Regions from separate parts of the Zea mays genome. Here region 2 is linked to region 1. Evidence: chromatin contacts called from public Hi-C data. All regions are on one chromosome and are shown on one strand. Each heading gives the region's core, a stretch centred on a gene start, on an enhancer-like site or on the middle of the called end of the contact. The rest is flanking DNA. Distances are from core to core; before and after follow the strand shown. Region 1 holds the start of LOC100193275 (pentatricopeptide repeat-containing protein At5g39710). Region 2 holds the start of LOC100383012 (putative arginine-tRNA protein transferase family protein).

Region 1 (3,420 bases), core at 359-2,858:
CGTGCAGAGAAAGAGCCCTCTCCACATTACCCTCCTTGCAGTGGCCATCAATAAGAGATGTGTATGTAAATTCATCAGGTTGTAGGCCAAGCTTAATCATATTTTTGAAGAGCACATGAGCGTCACTGAGTCGTTTCTCCTCACAAAGAACCCTTATGAGTGATGAGTAGGTGATTGCATCTGGAAGAACACCCTTCTCAAGCATCTGTTGGTTCAATTCGAATGCAGAATGTGTATCACAATTCTTACAGTACGCACTGATAATCGTACTGTATGTCACAACGTCAGGCTTCAGTCCTTTAGCTTCCATTTCATGGAGTAACTCTCTTGCTTCATCCATTCTTCCTACCATACAATAACCATTAATAAGTGCATTATAACACACCACTGAAGGCTTTATTCTGCATTGCCTCATCCCCCTTACTGCAAGCAATGCATCATCCAAGAATCCCTTCTTGCAGAACCCATCTATCAAGGCTGTAAAAGTGACCTCATTCATCTGGAGGCCCCTCTCCCTCATCTGCCTCACCAATGTCACTGCCCACTCCAAGTTCCCAGCCTTGCACATTACATGGATCAATGACGTAAATGTCACGACGTCTGGCATGATCCCTTTCTGTGTCATCTCTGCAAACACAGACAATGCCTCATGCGAGCACCCTGCCTTGCAATACCCACCCACTAAGGTGTTGTAACTGACCCCATCCGGCGCCAAACCCTCCCTCATCATTTCATCGAACACCTTGCGTGCGTCCTCCATCTTCCCAGCCTTGCACATCCCATTCACCATTGAATTGAAAGTCACCAGGTTGGGCTTCAAGCCGCCGTCAAGCATCATGCCGACCAGCCTCTCCGCGCCATCCACCTCCCCGGCTCTGAAGAACGCCGCGACGAGCGTGTTGTAAGTCACGACATTGGGGCCGCAACCTGCGCCGCGCATGTCACGCAAGATGCTGAGCGCCTCTTTCCGGTGTCCGCGGCCGCACAGCGCGCGGATGAGGATGTTGTAGGTGTACACGTTGGGCGCCACGCCGTCGCTAAGCATGGAGTCGAAGAAGCGCCTAGCGGAGGTGAGCGACGCGTCAGAGAGCGCGAGGAGGACGGCGTTGTAGGCGAGCACAGAGGGCACGTACCCGGCTGACCTGGCGAACGCGAGCGCCGCAGCAGCGAGGGAGGCGCGGTTGGGGAGCGAGGCATATGACTTGATGAGCGAGTCAAAGGGGCGCGGCGGCGAGGAGGGGAGGAGGCGGAGCGCGCGGAGGAAGCAGACGAGGAGCGGGAGTGGAGGGAAGGACGCGACGAGGCGGGAGGCCGTGGGGAGCGAGAGCGGGAGGTGGAGGCGGCTGAGAGGGAGCGGAGGCAAGCGCGCGGAAGCGTTGAGGAGAGCCGCGAGGTGCGCGTGGTGGACGTGGCTACTGCACGCCTCCGCCGTCGCTTGTCGCGTGGAGGCGGAGGCGGCTGCCATATTCTTCAGGCCCCCGCCGGTAGGAGTAGCGCCAGTGGCGGCGGCGGCGCGGGGTGACGGTCGTCTCGGCAACTAGATTCTGAGATTTTTTGCTTATTTGGCATCGTCTACGTTGGGCTTCAGATACTTGGACTTCCGATCCGAAGACGTCAATTGCATTATTGGCATCGTCCGCCCTTTGAAGATTTGGCAACGCGCGCGGCTGATGACCATTAGCAGCTCCCTGACCCTGATACGCTTCCTGCCCCTGGCTGGAGTTATTTATGATTATGATCATCTCATCGTGCGGCTTCGCCTCTTTGGTATCCCACAGCTCGTCATCGCCAGATTGGTATTGTTGTCGTGCACCACTCGCCAGATTGGGTTCGTTTTCATACGACTGACTAATTTACCCTTTCCTTTTCGCCCAGTTCGGTCATCGAGCCTCATCGATCTCCAGCCATGGATGAAGACGTCGCGGTAGCGCCTGAGCGTGAGGAGCGCGCGCCCGGAGCTCCAGCGCCGCCTCGGCCCGTGGCGACATCTCCAGGGCGACCGTGACCAGGCCGAGCATCGCCGCCGCCGCGTCGTCGGTGTCCTGCGCGGCCGCAGCGAGAGTCGCCCGCGCCTCGCCGAGGTACGTGTCGAACACCTGTCGCACATGGACTTGATGCCTGGCGGGACGCAATGGCGCCACCGTCCCCTTCCTCCGCTCCGGCCAAGAAACTCTTTGCAATCCCGAGAGGAGAGCCTGAGGTGCCACTCTTGCGGTTTCCATCCACCAGGCGCTCTCACCTTTTGTCTCCAGATGGCTCTTCCGTTCCGTGTGATGCGTTGTGTTTGCGTTGTTCGAGGACGTGGCTTGATTTATTTCGTTGTCCTTTTCCTCCTTGTACGGTTTTGCACGTACCTCGGCGAGGCACGGGCGGCTCTCGCTGCGGTCGCGCAGGACACCGACGACGCGGCGGCGGCGGCGCTCGGCCTGGTCACGGCCGCCCTGGAGATGTCGCCGCGGGTCGAGACGACGCTGGAGCTCCGGGCGCGCACTCCTCGCGCTCAGGCGCTACCGCGATGTCTTCATCCATGGCTGGAGATCGACGAGGCTCATCGTCATTGCGACCAGACTGGGCAAAAGAGAAGGGCAAATTAGTCAGCCGTATGAAAACGAACCCAATCCGGCGAGTGGTGCACGACAGCAATACCAATTTGGCGATGACGATCTGCGGGATACCAAAGAGGCGAAGCCGCGCGACGAGATGATCATAATCACAAATAACTCCCCTGGCTGTGGTCTTCATCCGTCCCGCCGCGCCACCGTCCGTTTGCGCCGTCGGCTCTAGGGTTTGTTCTTCTCCTCCCTCCTCCCCGTATTCCCCATCGCGACTTCTCTTCTCCCCCTCGCCCTCCCTCCCCCCACTCCCCCATTCTCATCCATGTAACCTGTGCGGTAAGATTTGCAACATCGTTTCCCAATTTTCCCTGGTCTGTAACCCTAGCTTCACTGTCTCCTGTTCGTGGCTCCATGGATGCGGCGGCTGAGCTGTGTGCGTGTGCTCTGAAGTGCTCCGCTGCCGTTGATGCAGCTCCTGACACCGTAAGCGCTTCGTTTACCGCGGCGGTTGTAGCTGATGACTTCTGTGCCACATATTCTCGAGGTGACGAAGTTGTTTCTCCATATGATGTTATTCAAAATGCTGCGCTACGGAGTAAAAGCTAATGGTAAGTTTGGTTGGAGAGTCAAATAGAACAGAGTGACTCTATTCCAGTATTTGAGAATGAAGTCGTTCTATTTCACGTTTGGCAAAAAGAACAGAGTTGTTCCATTTTTTGTTTGGTTGAAGAGTAAAAAATAGAGCGGAGCTGTTCCATTCTTTGTTTGATTCGAGAGCCATATGGGTGTAGAGGGGAGGAGAGGAATGAGAGCGCTCACGTTCAGGAGAGCGCTCGCATCCGATCGTTTTTATGGAGCGGGAGCG
Region 2 (3,420 bases), core at 647-3,146, 340 kb before region 1:
CAGAAATTAACTAAAGAAAAATTGAAAGAGAATGGAATTGGACTGAGAACTGGCTAGTGGCTATTGACCACCAGTTATGTGTTCAGCACCAAGATATGGGAAATTTTGAAGAGGCTTTTGAATCCTAAATTTATCCAAGAAAATTAACTTTCCAGGTTATTGTTCCAGAAACATTACAGTCAATTCCCCTGTCCAAAGGCATAAATCCTCAACAATGTTTACAAGGCTGTCCAAATATCATTAAAAAGCACATTTGCTCTAGGACATAAGAGGTAGATGAAACTTGAAAGCAGTATTTCTGGGCCATAACAAAATTAGTAATGAACTAAATTCTGTATTACAGCCCCAAAACCACGAATTTATCATAGAGCACATTACAAGATGATCTATGACACGAAAACACAATAAAGATAAAGCATCTTGCAATTACTTTGCGCAATATTTTGGCCATCGTATACTGCCTATCACCATTTCTTTCGTGCCCATAATGCAAGGACAATATGGCCCTATAAAGATATCATGTTTTGAATGTTACATGCTTGATGCTTCTATATAATGAATTGAACAGCAATTCCACATATATTATTTGGCCGCTTACTCGTTTTGCTAATTAGGTTTTGAATACAGGAAGAGTTCGGGAATCAGCACTTTTGTGTTATAACATATATAACCTTAAACCATTGTAAAAAAGTTGAAAGGGTCATAAGTTTGTACCTTGATAGTCATCAGCTTTCAGACTGTTAGCCCACATACCTGCAAGATTGATAGGACAGAAACTAGCATGGTAAATGATGATGTGACAGAGCCTTCTATACACAGGTATATACATGAAAGGTAGAACGAGAAGAAAAAATATAACAAACGACAAATAGATGAAACATCTAATTTAAAGGTCAAAGCAATTCCCATCTAGTATATTTTTTACCTTGTACAACTGACTGTTAAATAAAACTTGGATATACTTTATAACCAGGGTGGAGCCAGAAATGGATATGCCTCAAAGGCTTATCTAGTGCTAGGCAGTCTTAAATCCTTTGAAAACCTTAGACATCTCTACATTTTTTTAGTGGGTTCTATTGCTCTCGGTTAAACTGCCTTAGACTAGGATAAAATCCCAGGCAGCCTGGGGCTTTGCTCCATCACTGTGTATAACACCCTAGATAACATGGATTACATGATCCACATGGATCATTTTCAGAGACAAAACTAGATGGTCGCTGGCTTGTTTCAAGTATTACAAGCTAAGTGAATAAAATGAGGCATTTGAACCATTCAGGATTCAGCAGCTAACAAGTAACAACGAGCGTTCAGAGGTTCATAGATTAACCATGCCCCTCAACTGGCAACCATGATTCATCATGGTTTTTTGTTCAAAAACCATGATTCATTATGGCCATAAGCTGAAAAAATAACTACTCTCCCCAGCTCAAACTACAAAACCGTTGTGCGCTTGCACTGTCCCTTGGCAGCAATATCTAAAAGGAAATTCACAAGTTATCATGGTGATCAGCGGTCAAACATCATCTGCGTGACGCGTCAAGATGCTAGAGCCAACAAGCGATTCAACGCTATAATAGAACCCACGGGCGATTCCACGCGCTACAAAGCTTGAGGGCCCGATACAGGTCGAAGCAGAGCGAATCAGTTTCATCGGACGGGGGGTTCGGAAATCGGTACCGTGGGAGATGCTCGTGGGCCCGGAGGATCGGCAGTAGCCGCAGGTAGTGCGGCGCCGGCCGTAGTCAATCACCACCGACTCACCCCCGTTCTGCGCCCCGCCGCTGCTGCTGGCGCCGTCGGCCATCGCGCGGTGGCTGCGTGCCTTGTCGCCGCGCCGGAGCGACGAGGACGAGTCAGCTGTTAGAAGGCTCGGGCGATGCGGCCGGGCGAATCAGCTGCTGGGTTTGGGTGTGCTGGATCTGGATGGTCCGTAGGACTAGCTGAAATAGGTCTCGGCCACTCGCATCTCTGCATCTTCGTCGACATTTGCTTTTGTTTTTATTGTTTTTGACAGAAAATTATAATTGGATATTTTTAGGACAACTATAATAGGATTAGGATGATGTAAGCAGATGACGCCCTATTTAGAGAGAGACGGTACTTTTCTAGTAACGATGTGGTATTTGAAGTTTCGTATGCCAATAGTTGTTTGGTAGGCCATTTAAAAATCATAGTATATAAAACATTGATTTTGTCAATATCATTGTGTTTTTAGAGTACGTATGCCAATAGTTGTTTGGTAGACCATTTAAAAATCATAGTATATAAAACATTGATTTTGTCAATATCATCGTGTTTTTAGAGTACGAGAAATTTTGATTTAGACTAAAATTTTCACTGTGGCGCGAAGGGACCCATGTGGCGCGCACTTTTTCCATGTGAACAACTTGATGTGATCTTAATTCGGCTGGGGTTGTATCTTCTACGTTATTTTTTCTTTATAGATTGCAGTTACATCAGTCCTAATAAATTATTTTAATTATATGATAGCCAATCAATCACTTTTGAATGGAACTTGATAACATCAAAAAACTACGGCACCATTGTTGTACAAAATTATGGTTATGATATGGCAATTATTAGACTATGGTATTAAAAAATGTTTTCAAAGAAAATGTGTTTCCAAACAAGGACTAAATGGTTTGCTATATCAGATTTTTACCAAGTTGAAAGAGAGAAGAGAAGAGAAGAGAAGAGAAGAAGAGCACTACTAATTATGAGCCATTAATAGCTAGTTGTTGTACATATTCTAAAATACATATGGATTAGTAATAATTGGTCAACATTTTTTTGGCCAACACAATAGCCAACTAATTATATGTCATGACTATATAGTTAGCTATATAAGGCATATCAACGGCTTACGACAGGTAGCTAGCTAAATCATTAGCCTTGCTCTAAGAAGTTTTGAGATATTTATGTAAACATTAATGTATATATTTCATTTATCTTAATACTCATATTTAGGGCCTCTTTGTTTCAGATTATAATCTACCCAAATTATATAATCTAACTTAAATAATTTAGATGAGAAACAAACTGACAAATTATTATACTAGATGATATATTCTGGAGGCCGAATTATCATAACTTGGTTAAGAGGTGCTTACTTGAGATTATTTTTAGCAAAAAAACTCATTGTTGATATCAGTTTCAGGAGAAATTGCCCAGCATTACCGCTCTTTCAAAAAAAGCATTTTATTTATTTTTCCTTGCTCCTGCTGTCGGTGTTTGGGAACAGACCCTCATGGTGCTTTTGGGTAGGATGGTGCTGTTGACTGTAACTCAATAATTCGTGCAAGACGCACGAGAGATGACGAGCGATCTTTCTACAGGTTTGGGCCACTTGAAGATGCGTAACACCCTACTTCCTGGTGTGGATCTTTATGTGGTAGGTTACAAAGGAAATCTCTAGTATGG

Evidence for each region. A called contact is a pair of places that touch in the nucleus more often than the background predicts.
Region 2: a contact with region 1 is called in a Hi-C map of ear, with 2.7 times the contacts expected there. The contact joins the promoter of LOC100383012 here to the promoter of LOC100193275 in region 1. A contact is called at or near these places in 2 of 25 Hi-C or Micro-C datasets (ear and tassel).

Annotation. Positions count from the first base shown.
Region 1 is chr8:99,943,791-99,947,210 of Zm-B73-REFERENCE-NAM-5.0, reverse strand. LOC100193275 (pentatricopeptide repeat-containing protein At5g39710) reads right to left here and starts at 1,608. Exons shown (of 2, transcript XM_008658015.4): 1 at 1,134-1,608; 2 at 1-1,061. The coding sequence starts at 1,465.
Region 2 is chr8:100,283,588-100,287,007 of Zm-B73-REFERENCE-NAM-5.0, reverse strand. It overlaps LOC100383012 (putative arginine-tRNA protein transferase family protein), which reads right to left and starts at 1,896. Exons shown (of 6, transcript NM_001175691.1): 1 at 1,678-1,896; 2 at 715-753. The coding sequence starts at 1,804.